Linked DNA regions of Sus scrofa: regions 1 and 2 are each linked to region 3. A link is a contact called in public Hi-C and HiChIP or PLAC-seq data. All regions are on one chromosome and are shown on one strand. Each heading gives the region's core, a stretch centred on a gene start, on an enhancer-like site or on the middle of the called end of the contact. The rest is flanking DNA. Distances are from core to core; before and after follow the strand shown. Region 1 has its middle 60 kb from the start of IRF2BPL. Region 2 holds the start of CIPC (CLOCK-interacting pacemaker). Region 3 holds the start of IRF2BPL (interferon regulatory factor 2-binding protein-like).

Region 1 (3,211 bases), core at 68-2,567, 59 kb after region 3:
CCATGGTCCAGCAGAGAACTGAGGGGGAATAAAGACCCCCACCCGCTTCTAACCTCTGGCTGCAGGGTCCATTGGCTAAATCCAAGCAGAAGCCAGAGAGCAAGAGAGCTCCCTGATGGTCCTTAGCGGTCAGGCTCCGGGGCACAGAGTGGGTGGGAAAGGGTGGACTTGTATATGGGCCAGACAACAGAGGACATTCAGCGCACGCGCAATCAGCATGCACTGAGCACTTGCTCAGGGTCAGAGTTTGTATGTTAGAGACAAAAATGTGACATGAATGTCGGCAGAGCAAGGGCTCTGCCCTGCAGGCCGCACAAACTTGCCTTGACTGGGTCTGGAAGAGCCCTCTTGTCCCCACCCACCCCCGCTTCCCTCTGCCCAAGGGTCTCCCATCTCTATCTGATTTGGGGGCAGCCAGCAGATGAATCACTCTGATTTGCAAAATTACACTGACAAATGGAAATGAGGAAGAGCTGTCAGAGGGAGGCTGAGGGCTGAGAGGAGGGGTGGAGAGGAGGTGGGGGGTTGGGGGTCCGGGTGACACAAACTGGCGGCAGAGCCACGAATCAGCCCTCAGGCAGGTGACCTTGAAGTTGTGGTTCAGGCTCCAGAGTTTGAAGTGTTTAAATCCCATTCCATCAGTCACTTACTGTGTGATCTGGGGCCCCTGTTCTGTTTCATCATCTAGAAAAACAAGGGGTGGGGGGGAAATAGGGCCTCGGAACTTGGGGGAGATTCAACAAGAATCTGTGCACAGGGCCTAGCCCAGTGTCTGGGCACAGAGCGAACACTATTATTATATTAGAGACAAGGGCCACCCCCCACCCCCCACTATTTCTTTTCTCGCTGGCGAGGGATCTCCACCCCGTCTCCAGCTCCATTTAGTTCTGAATGTTTTAGGTCATTCTATGCCTGGCGTTCCGCCAAGCCTCTGACAAAGACAGGAATTTCTGCTCATTCATCCTAATGCAAGTTCCTGCGTTTATGATAATAGGGGGGAAAATGCATGAAAGGGCTCGCTGCCTGTGGAGGGGAAATCTGCTTAGAATTGAAAATCGGAGTCCTTCGTTGGCCCAGCTCTCCCCCCTCCCCGCCCCCAGCGCTTTGGCAAAGGCTGCCGAAGGGAGGGTGACTGGGAGGAAGAGGAGGGGGAGGAAGGGGTGGGGGAGGAAGAGCGGGCCGCGGCGCGGACCGACCGCCGGGCGGGGGCAGGGGCGAGGCCCTGGCTCGCCGGGGTGAATGGGTTTCAGGGTGGCTGAGGAAGCCTGCCAAAAAGGCCCCGCGAAAAGGCCAGGCCCCGCGAGGCGCTGCGCGGTTTCCATGGCGACATCCGCTGCCGCCTGGGCCTGGCGGGCTGGCTCCTTCCGCGGGGCCGCGTCTGCCTCCACATGGTTACCCAGCTCGCTGAGGGGGAAAGATCTGACCGGTCGCCATGGCCCAGCGCGTCACCAGCCAGTGCCACCATGTTCTAGGCACCGTGCTGCGCTCCCTGGGGGAGACTGCGGGTCCAGCGAGGTGCCGCGCGAACCTCTGGAAGATCGAGCTTCAGCCCGTCCAGCGTGGAGGGAGGGGCTGCCGTGGCACTAGTCCAGCGGGGGACAGGGGACGGGGATGGGGACACGCCAGGCTCTGGGAGGCCCTTCGGTGAGGAACGGTGAGGCCAGATGTGCTAGTGAAAGACGGCTGCGCCTGCGGAGGGCCTCGAGGAGGGTGGAGGAGCGGGCGGAGGTGAGGGGGATGGTGAGGGTTAGATGGATGAGAGGTTAAGGGGGGGTGCCATGCAGCAATCTGGCAGAGGAACAATGGCCTGACCTAGGGCACCAGCAGGAGGTGGGGAGGAGCTCAGAGCTCTTTAAGAAGTCGAAGCGACTCTCTGGGGCTTGGGTGGAAAGGATGATGAAGGGCAGGAGTCTAGACAGCAGGTGGGTAGGGCTGTGCTCCCAGGACGGAAAATAGGGACAGGAACCTCCCAAAGAGGTTCTCTTCTGTCTTTCATGCCTTTTTTTGTTTGGCCACACCCACAGCATTCGTAAGTTCCCGGGGCCAAGGATTGAACCCATGCCACAGCAGTGACACTGAGCCATCGAGGAACTCCCTTCGTGCCATTCTTGTCTAGATTCTCCCCCACCTCCCAGAGCCCACCAAGGACTAGGGCACAGTGGGCTTGCTTACATTTGATGAAAAGGGAAGCGATAAGAAAGTACTGGGAGTTCCTGTTGTGGCGCAGTGGTTAAGGAATCCAACTAGAAACCATGAGGTTGCAGGTTCGATCCCTGGCCTCGCTCAGTGGGTTGAGGATCCGGCATTGCCGTGACTGTGGTGTAGGTCGTAGACACGGCTTGGATCTGGCATTGCTGTGGCTGTGGTGTAGGCTGGCAGCTTCAGCTCCGATTAGACCCCCCAGCCTGGGAACCTCCATATGCCTAAGGTGTGGCCTAGAAAAGGCAAAAAGACAAAAAAAAAAAATAGTACTGGAAACAAGAAGTGGGGGGCGGGGGTGTTCCACCCAAACATACACTGTCCTCAGATGCCCATGGCCCAAGAGAGCAGGTGCCCAGACAAAGTGGTACTGGTCCTCACACACAGACGTGCGTTTGTAACCTAGATGCGCCCTTGTTTTGTTTTGTTTTGACCATCTTAGTGTCCAAATCAGGTATGCAGGTTTATTGCAGTTCTGTTGGTTTGTACTCCCTACAGAGCTTCTTTTACGAGCCCTTGTTTGCTGAGCCATGGCTACTGGGGAGGGTGTTGATTTGCAGGCCCTCCTTTAAGTAAGCAGATGAGGTGAGTAGATATTGAATGCAGAGGACCTGGCCACACTGGCCACATGCTCCATAGAAGGCATCTCTGGCACTTTCCTTTACACACAAGCCCCACAAGGCTGAGACTGTCTGGAGGTTCTAAGGGGCTCAGTGGACACAGAGCTTCCCAGGGACACAGTACCTGTGTCATTTTTATGGGGGCCCAGCTGGCCAGGGGTACACTTCATTGGCTCCCTCCCACCTCCTCTTGTCTTCCTACTCATAGCTTCTTGATATTTGGTGATAAATTTGGAGTGGGTTGGAATTCCCATGGTAGCTCATCAGTAATGAACACAACTAATATCTATGAGGATGCAAATTTGATCCCTGGCCTTGCTCAGTGGGTTAAGGATCCGGGGTTGCCATGAGCTGCAGCTGGGATCCCATGTTGCTTAGGCCAGCACCTGTAG
Region 2 (3,530 bases), core at 384-2,883, 57 kb before region 3:
CCATTCTTCTCTCTCAAAGAGTTGATAAGATTACTTTCTCAAATCCCCTGCTTGGAGAAGGGTTCAGTGCCCACCCACCCCGCATTCACACCAGCCCACGATGCATCTGTGCCAGACAGCAGGAGCGCCCTCCAGGCATCCACAAGCCTGCCAGCTCAGCAGGGCAGAACTGGGCAGACCCCAGGACTGTGCTGTGACTGGCATACCACCAGCCTCCCAGAGCAAACTGCCAGGACTGGGCAATAATAGAGAGCCTGGCTGCGGCCTGGGCCCTGGGCCTGGATCAGAGCTCTCCCCAGCCCACCCACACTAACCACTAACTCCTTACTTGGCTCTGCCCACCTTCTCTCCACTTCCCCACCTCCTGGCACCACGCCTGGAAAGGTGGTCACCCTGAAGAAATAACCAGCAAAGTGGGTGACAGCAGGTCTCTGGGAAAGACAGCACACCTGTGCCCCGGGCTCAGAACGGAGCACTATCTCCCATCACCAAATTGGACGCCCAAGACCCTCAGAGGGTTGCCAGCCTTGGCGTCCACTCACCTGCCCGTTCCCTGCCCCTCTGCTCACAGCTCGGCTGGCCTCCAGACTGTCCCCCAACGCCCGGAAGCCCAGCAGGCTGCTGCCCCCAGGGCCAGACCTGAACCCACCGGCCCAAACGGTCTCATCCCATTTCCGCCCCACCCCCACAACCCCCTCCTCACCCGCGATTTCCTCTCCTACGCAGGCTCGACCCTCGCAGCAAAACCAACCAACTGAATGAGGGAGGGACGCACCACCCCCAGGTCCCACCGTTTGGCCCTCGGTCCCCCGAAAGTGCCCACTCTCCCTCTTGCTTACCTCGCCTCCCTTCTCTCCCCTCCTCCCACCTCCTTTCCCCGTGTTCCTCGCTCAAATCCTTTCCCTTTCCCCTCAAGCCTCCCCTTTCTCACCTAGGACCGGGGTCGCCGCTCCACGACCAGACAACTCAGGACTAAGGTGGCGCATGCGCAAGCCCGGCCCAGCAACTCCATGACAACCCCGTCGTCGTGGGATCTCAAGCTATCCCCGGGCCTCCTGCCCATTTCTCCTCCCCCAGCCTCCGCCGCGGGTTTCGCCGGCCACGTGACCCAGCTCGGAGGACCCGGCACCACCGAGACGGCTCATTGGTCTAGAAAGGCACTCGGAGGCGCACGGTGTTCCCGCCCCCTCGGCAAGAGGGCGCCGACACGCCTCTCCGGGAGGGGCAAACGCCCTTACGAGCCGGCGCTCTGTCTTTGGAAGGCGGGAGTCTCTATGGTTGGTTCCGCAGGCCTGGCCGCCATTTTGTACAGGGACCTAGAGCCCTGAGCGGCGGCGGGCGGGGGCGGTTCCGAGGCGGGGCCTGGGGAAGCCGGGCTGCGCCGGCTTCTAGCTGACAAGGCAGGCGGCGTGATTTTCCTGGGGGTGGGGGTGGGGGTTGCCTGGGGGAAATGACTCTTTCGGCTTGTAAGCCAGGACGCCTTTAGGGTTCGGGAGCGTAGCAGGCCATGCTGACTTGCACGCGAGCAAGAGCGGAAGCGGCCGGCGTGGGAGGGCAGGCGGGTAGCCTGGCCTTGTCTCCGCCCGAAGGAGGCTGGCCCGGACCGCCCAGCTCACAGCTCACGTGGTTGCCACGCCTGGCACGGCGGCTGGTTTGCGTTCCCTGCCAGCCCTCCCGGTGCTTCACGAGGCAGCGATGCAATCAGTATTTTTGTCTGCTGATTTCATGTCATTTGATGTATGACTCACTTTGTCCTGTGCAGCAAACCTTAGTGCTGGGTTTCACATGGATTCTCTTTCTCACGCCACTTCTTGAAGTATTACAAGGAGCACATGTGTATTAGCTGAAGAAAAGGTTAAGATCAGTTGAAGTTCTGATGTGCTGAATCAGTGAAGGTTACTTCTTAGACTAGGAAAAACTTCGCAGTTGAAAAAGAGGACATGGGTGAATTTAACAGTGTTAATTAGCCCAGGCAAATTCCAGAGGTACCCTGTCCAGTAGGATAGCCACTAATCATTAGGGGACAATTGAAACTAATTTTTAAACATGCAAAAATTGGGTTTCACATTCAAACTGTCCACTTTTCAAGTCCTCAGTAACCACATGTAGCTAATGGCTACTTTGGGGACAGTGCAGATTTTGTACAGCACATTGCCAGCATCACAGAAAGTTATATTGGAGGGCGCTGATCTAGATGATGAGGCAGGGGGAATCACCCTATGTTGGTAATCCAAGCCTTGCCAAGTTGCGAGCGCTAGGTCATGGGTAATCATGTTAGTCCTCCAGATACAGAGAGTGCTAACACATTACTGGGCATGAATGTATTTATTAGGATAAGGGCCACCAACGAATAGCCTACAGCATGTAAGGCTTTTGTTTGGGGCATGGAGGGAGTGAAAACCATAGTTAAAAATTAGCAAGTCATTAAGAGCCAAGCAGTTTTCACGAATTCTCTTGTGATGCCTGTACAAATTAATGAAGTTGCTGTTAACGTTTCCATTTTATAGAGGAGGGCACTGAAGTTTATGCCGATGATGACGAAACTACTAAGCCCTGGTCCTAAACCATTAAGCCATATTGCCTCATCTTGAGGCAGACTAAAACAGTTTTTGCCTTCAGTTACCTTAGAATCTGGTATGGGGAATAAAGACGTTCTGATAAACAGTATGAGCGAGAATGTGATAAATGCCAGGGGGATCTGAACAAAATCTAGTTAATAAAATCAAGGGAGTAAAGAATAACCTGCTTGTTTTGTTTGTTGTTGGCAGTGGAGAGACCAGAAGGTAAAGCTTTAAGGACAGGTAGAGGTTCCCACAGTGGCTCCAAGGTAACAACCCAACTACTGTCCATGAGGATGCAGGTTGGATCCCTGGCCTCACTCGGTGGGTTAAGTATCTGTGGTGTAGGTCACAGACGTAGTTGGCTTTGCTGTGACTGTGTAGGTCACAGACGTAGTTGGCGTTGCTGTGACTGTGGCAAGAGGCTACAGCTCTGATTCGACCCCTAGCTTGGGAACTTCTGCATGCTGCAGGTGTGGCCCTTAAAAAAATAAAAAAAGGACAGGTAAAAGGGTATACAGTAAGGAAGGAGATGAAAGCAGAATGCATACCAGCCCAAAGAGAACAGATGAAATAAGCAAAGGTGTGAGGATTATTTTAGCCCTCCAAAAATGAAAATAAGTCAGACTTCCCTGATTTTACCTATCTTCTGACCAGATGGCCATATTATATCAATAATTTAAATTTCTGAAGACAAATTTAGTAGTAGAACCAAATGAATCAGACTAATTTACTGAGAGGCCTAGTTTTTATCAAGCTACTGTATGGTTCTATATAGGTAGATACATAGAATAAGCAATTCATGAAAATGAATAATGAATATTTTTATGTAGCCAAAGCAATGTAAACATTTTTCTTTCTTTGCTGATTCACCAGGGTTTGTAAATCAGCATCTCTGTGGATAGTTTCCTGTCAAAGTACTGTGGGTTCTTTCGATCTTTGCTGTCACATTCTTGCTGAGGCTAAAGTTTC
Region 3 (3,393 bases), core at 54-2,553:
ACCTGACTCTGTGCTACAGTCTGGGCAGTGGCAGATCCACCACTTCTGTATGTGGAAGAATTCAGTGGCACAATCTATTTGGAAGGGGAGGATGGGGGGGGTTAATTATGAAGATGTATTTGCACAGAACTTTACATGAGATTGTATGCAACAAATGGGGGGGGGGCATGATGGACATTTTGAGCACTCCCAAACCATCTCTGAGAACCTAAGCTTGTCAAAGCCACCTTTCAAAGCAGATTTTTCTGGATTCGGATCCCAGTTCTGTCTCTAATGGCTGTGTGACCTTGGGCAACTTATTTAACCTCTCTACTTTCGGAACTTGTAAAACAGAGTTAATAATAGAATCTACCTTGCAGATAATACTGAGAATGTAATGATGATGCAACTAAACCACCTAACAGTATCTGGCTTCCAACAAGTCTCAGTGAGTTGCCTCCCATCAGGACAAGAAACAAAATGAAATCTTAAAACAGTTCTAATAAGCTGGGAGCTCTGATCCCATTTTACAGATGGAAAACAGATGTTATTATCTTAGGGTAAGTAACTAACTCAAGGTCACAAAGCCAGTAAGTGATAGAGAGGAAATTCCAACCTAGTGTGCCAGGCTCCGGAACCTGAAATTCCATTATATTGTCTGCCCCCACTCCAGCCTTGTCCAGGATTGTCTCAATTTTCATGGTGGGGGGAAAGCAGACCCAATACTTAGAAAAATCAATTGAAATGCCCCAACTAGCCCTATGACCAACACATCTGGTCTGCAATCAACAATAATGATGAGAAGTGATGGGGGCCTTGCTCAGCCTTCTGGAGCACTATGGAATGAAATCACAGCACATGAGAAGGAACTTTGAAAACTGCGGCTGTTTTACAAAGAGATATCAATACTATTAAATGTTGAGCCCACCTTTTTTTTTTTTTTTTTAAATCAAACCCGGAAAAACCACTCACCTGTTTGGTCTCTCCAGCACCTCCCCCTCCCTGCCCCCAGCTGCAGCTGTGTGCAGCCAGTGGACTGTTTTCCTTAAAGGCCTCCGGGTGCTCATAGCTTCTTTAGACATTCAGCCAAAATTTTTAGAGTGCGGCTTGGGGGAGGGGTATCTCCCCCTGAATTCATTTAGCTCCGTTGTTGAAGCGCAGGTTCCTAGACCAGGGCACAAAAACAAAGCGAAAAGGCAATTTTTGGAAGACTGGAACACAGCTAATTTTACAGGTGCTTCGGCATCAGTGGTAGCAAAGATGTGACCTCCACAGGGGGGGCGGGGGGAAAGGTTTGATTGCCGATGAAATGGATAATACCTACGTGGAATTCAAGGCGAAAATCTTGAAACAGGACATTTAAATCCGCTGCCAGGGGTGGGGTGGGGAGCGGGATCGGAAACGACGCTTGTGGTTTTTAAATGCGTTTTTACTTGGGAAAGCCGGGCGGGGAAAGGAAAGGTCATCGTCTGTTTAATTTCCACCCCCAGCCCTGGACTTCCAGCCTTAGCTCGCGGGGCCTCAGCTGTTGTACACACACGGCGAGGGGGGAGGGGAGGGCGGAGGCGCGGAGGAGGGGCCGACTGGGAGGAATCTGGGCTCTCTGCCGCGCATGCGCCTTTCCCGAGCAACAAGTGGGCTCCACAGAGGAAGTGTAAAGGGGAGGGGGGGAGAACTGGTGCAGAGCATGGCGGTGACGTCAGCGCTCCGCCCGGGCGGCATCCCGCGCGGCCAAGCCCGGGACAGCGCGAGCCGCAGCGCGAGCGGGAGCGCCGAGACGCGCCTCCGGAACGTAGAGTAACAATCACAACCCCACATTCCGGGCGAGTGTGAGCGGGAAGGGATGCGACCCGGGCCGAGGCGCCGCGCGAGCGCCCTGCAGCCAACGTGAGCGCCGCCAGCCGCGGCGGCCCGGGCGCCCGCCAGGCCTGGGGGCGGCGGGAGCCTGCGTGCGTGCACTCCTCTACTCTGCTCGCGTGCATCCTGGAAGCAGTGGCCGCGGCGGCTCCCTCCGGCCGTGCAAACCCAGCCGCCGCCAGCGGAACGGCCGACGCTGCGGAGGGGAGAAGCTCCTCTCTCGGCTGCCAACCCCTCCCCCGGCCCTCCCGGGAAGCAGCGACTTCAGCAAGATTGGACCCGGGCACCGGGTGGCACTGAACCCTCTATAGCCTTCGCCCCAGGGAGCCTGGCGGGGAGAGGACGCAGGTCGTAGGGCGCCCCCCCTCCAAGAGGAGAGGAAGAGACAGCCCCTTTCGAGCTTCCACGCACCAGCCACTCCGGGGAGGGGGCCAAGAACCCACAGCGGCCAGCACCCGGCACCCTCGCCCCCTCCCCCCGGGCCCGGAGCTTCCAGTCCAGGTCCGCGACACCAGGAAGAAGGCGCCTGAGCTACCCTCCCGACGAGACAGCCGCAGTAGGAGGTGGGGGCGAGGAGCGGGCTGGACTCGTCCGCCGCCCAGGCGCTGGAGCCCCCGCGGAGAGGCGCTGCGCCGGCGGTGGAGACTCGCGCTCCCTCCAGCCCCTGGGGCAGAACTTTCTCGCCCCCCCTCCCTCCCCCGCAGCCAGACTCCCTCCCCAGCCGGCCAGCCCTCCGGGAGGAGAAGGCGCCGCGGAGACAGCCCGGGCGGGGGCCTACCTTCCCCAGGGCCGGCATCATGTCGGCGGCGCAGGTGTCCTCGTCCCGGAGACAATCTTGCTACCTGTGCGACCTGCCCCGCATGCCCTGGGCCATGATCTGGGACTTCTCGGAACCCGTATGCCGCGGTTGCGTCAACTACGAGGGCGCGGATCGCATCGAGTTTGTGATCGAGACCGCGCGCCAGCTGAAGCGGGCGCACGGCTGCTTCCAGGACGGCCGCTCCCCCGGGCCGCCGCCGCCCGTCGGGGTCAAGACGGTGGCCCTGTCGGCTAAGGAGGCGGCGGCGGCTGCGGCGGCGGCAGCGGCCGCTGCGCAGCAGCAACAACAGCAGCAGCAGCAACAGCAGCAGCAGCAACAACAGCTCAACCACGTCGATGGTTCCAGCAAGCCCGCGGTGCTGGCGGCCCCGTCAGGCCTGGAGCGCTATGGCCTGAGCGCTGCTGCCGCCGCAGCCGCCGCCGCTGCCGCGGTGGAACAGCGCAGCCGCTTCGAGTACCCGCCACCTCCAGTGAGCCTGGGAAGCAGCAGCCACGCCGCGCGGCTGCCCAACGGCCTGGGAGGCCCCAACGGCTTCCCCAAGCCCACCCCCGAGGAGGGACCCCCGGAGCTGAACCGCCAGAGCCCCAACTCGTCTTCAGCTGCGGCGTCGGTGGCGTCTCGGCGCGGGACACACGGTGGGTTAGTGACTGGGCTTCCTAACCCGGGGGGTGGCGGAGGCCCCCAGCTCACGGTGCCCCCCAACCTGCTGCCGCAGACGCTGCTTAACGGCCCGGCCA

What was found. Hi-C and Micro-C count contacts between places; a contact is called where the count stands out from the background. HiChIP or PLAC-seq counts read pairs in DNA pulled down with a chosen protein or histone mark.
Region 1: an H3K27ac HiChIP or PLAC-seq map of skeletal muscle shows a contact between it and region 3. The contact joins the enhancer-like site here to the promoter of IRF2BPL in region 3. A contact is called at or near these places in 2 of 5 promoter capture datasets (fetal skeletal muscle and liver), 17 of 47 Hi-C or Micro-C datasets (alveolar macrophages, embryonic fibroblasts, epiblast stem cells and 8 more) and 2 of 2 datasets of contacts at active chromatin or transcription factors (alveolar macrophages and skeletal muscle).
Region 2: a contact with region 3 is called in a Hi-C map of liver, with 4 times the contacts expected there. The contact joins the promoter of CIPC here to the promoter of IRF2BPL in region 3. A contact is called at or near these places in 2 of 5 promoter capture datasets (liver and skeletal muscle), 10 of 47 Hi-C or Micro-C datasets (adipocytes, embryonic fibroblasts, fibroblasts and 5 more) and 2 of 2 datasets of contacts at active chromatin or transcription factors (alveolar macrophages and skeletal muscle).

The regions. Positions count from the first base shown.
Region 1 is chr7:100,062,662-100,065,872 of Sscrofa11.1, reverse strand. No RefSeq gene overlaps it. Among named protein-coding and RNA genes, the nearest start is that of IRF2BPL, 60 kb to the left of the region's middle. Within about 2 kb of position 1,317, at least 63 of the 83 cell types and tissues checked have an H3K27ac peak or open chromatin away from gene starts, as enhancers often do. A contact at or near this core is called in alveolar macrophages, epiblast stem cells, fetal skeletal muscle and 5 more, where this site is marked.
Region 2 is chr7:100,178,492-100,182,021 of Sscrofa11.1, reverse strand. It overlaps CIPC (CLOCK-interacting pacemaker), which reads right to left and starts at 1,633. Exons shown (of 4, transcript XM_013978333.2): 1 at 932-1,633.
Region 3 is chr7:100,121,730-100,125,122 of Sscrofa11.1, reverse strand. It overlaps IRF2BPL (interferon regulatory factor 2-binding protein-like), which reads left to right and starts at 1,303. Exons shown (of 2, transcript XM_001928316.6): 1 at 1,303-3,393. The coding sequence starts at 2,634.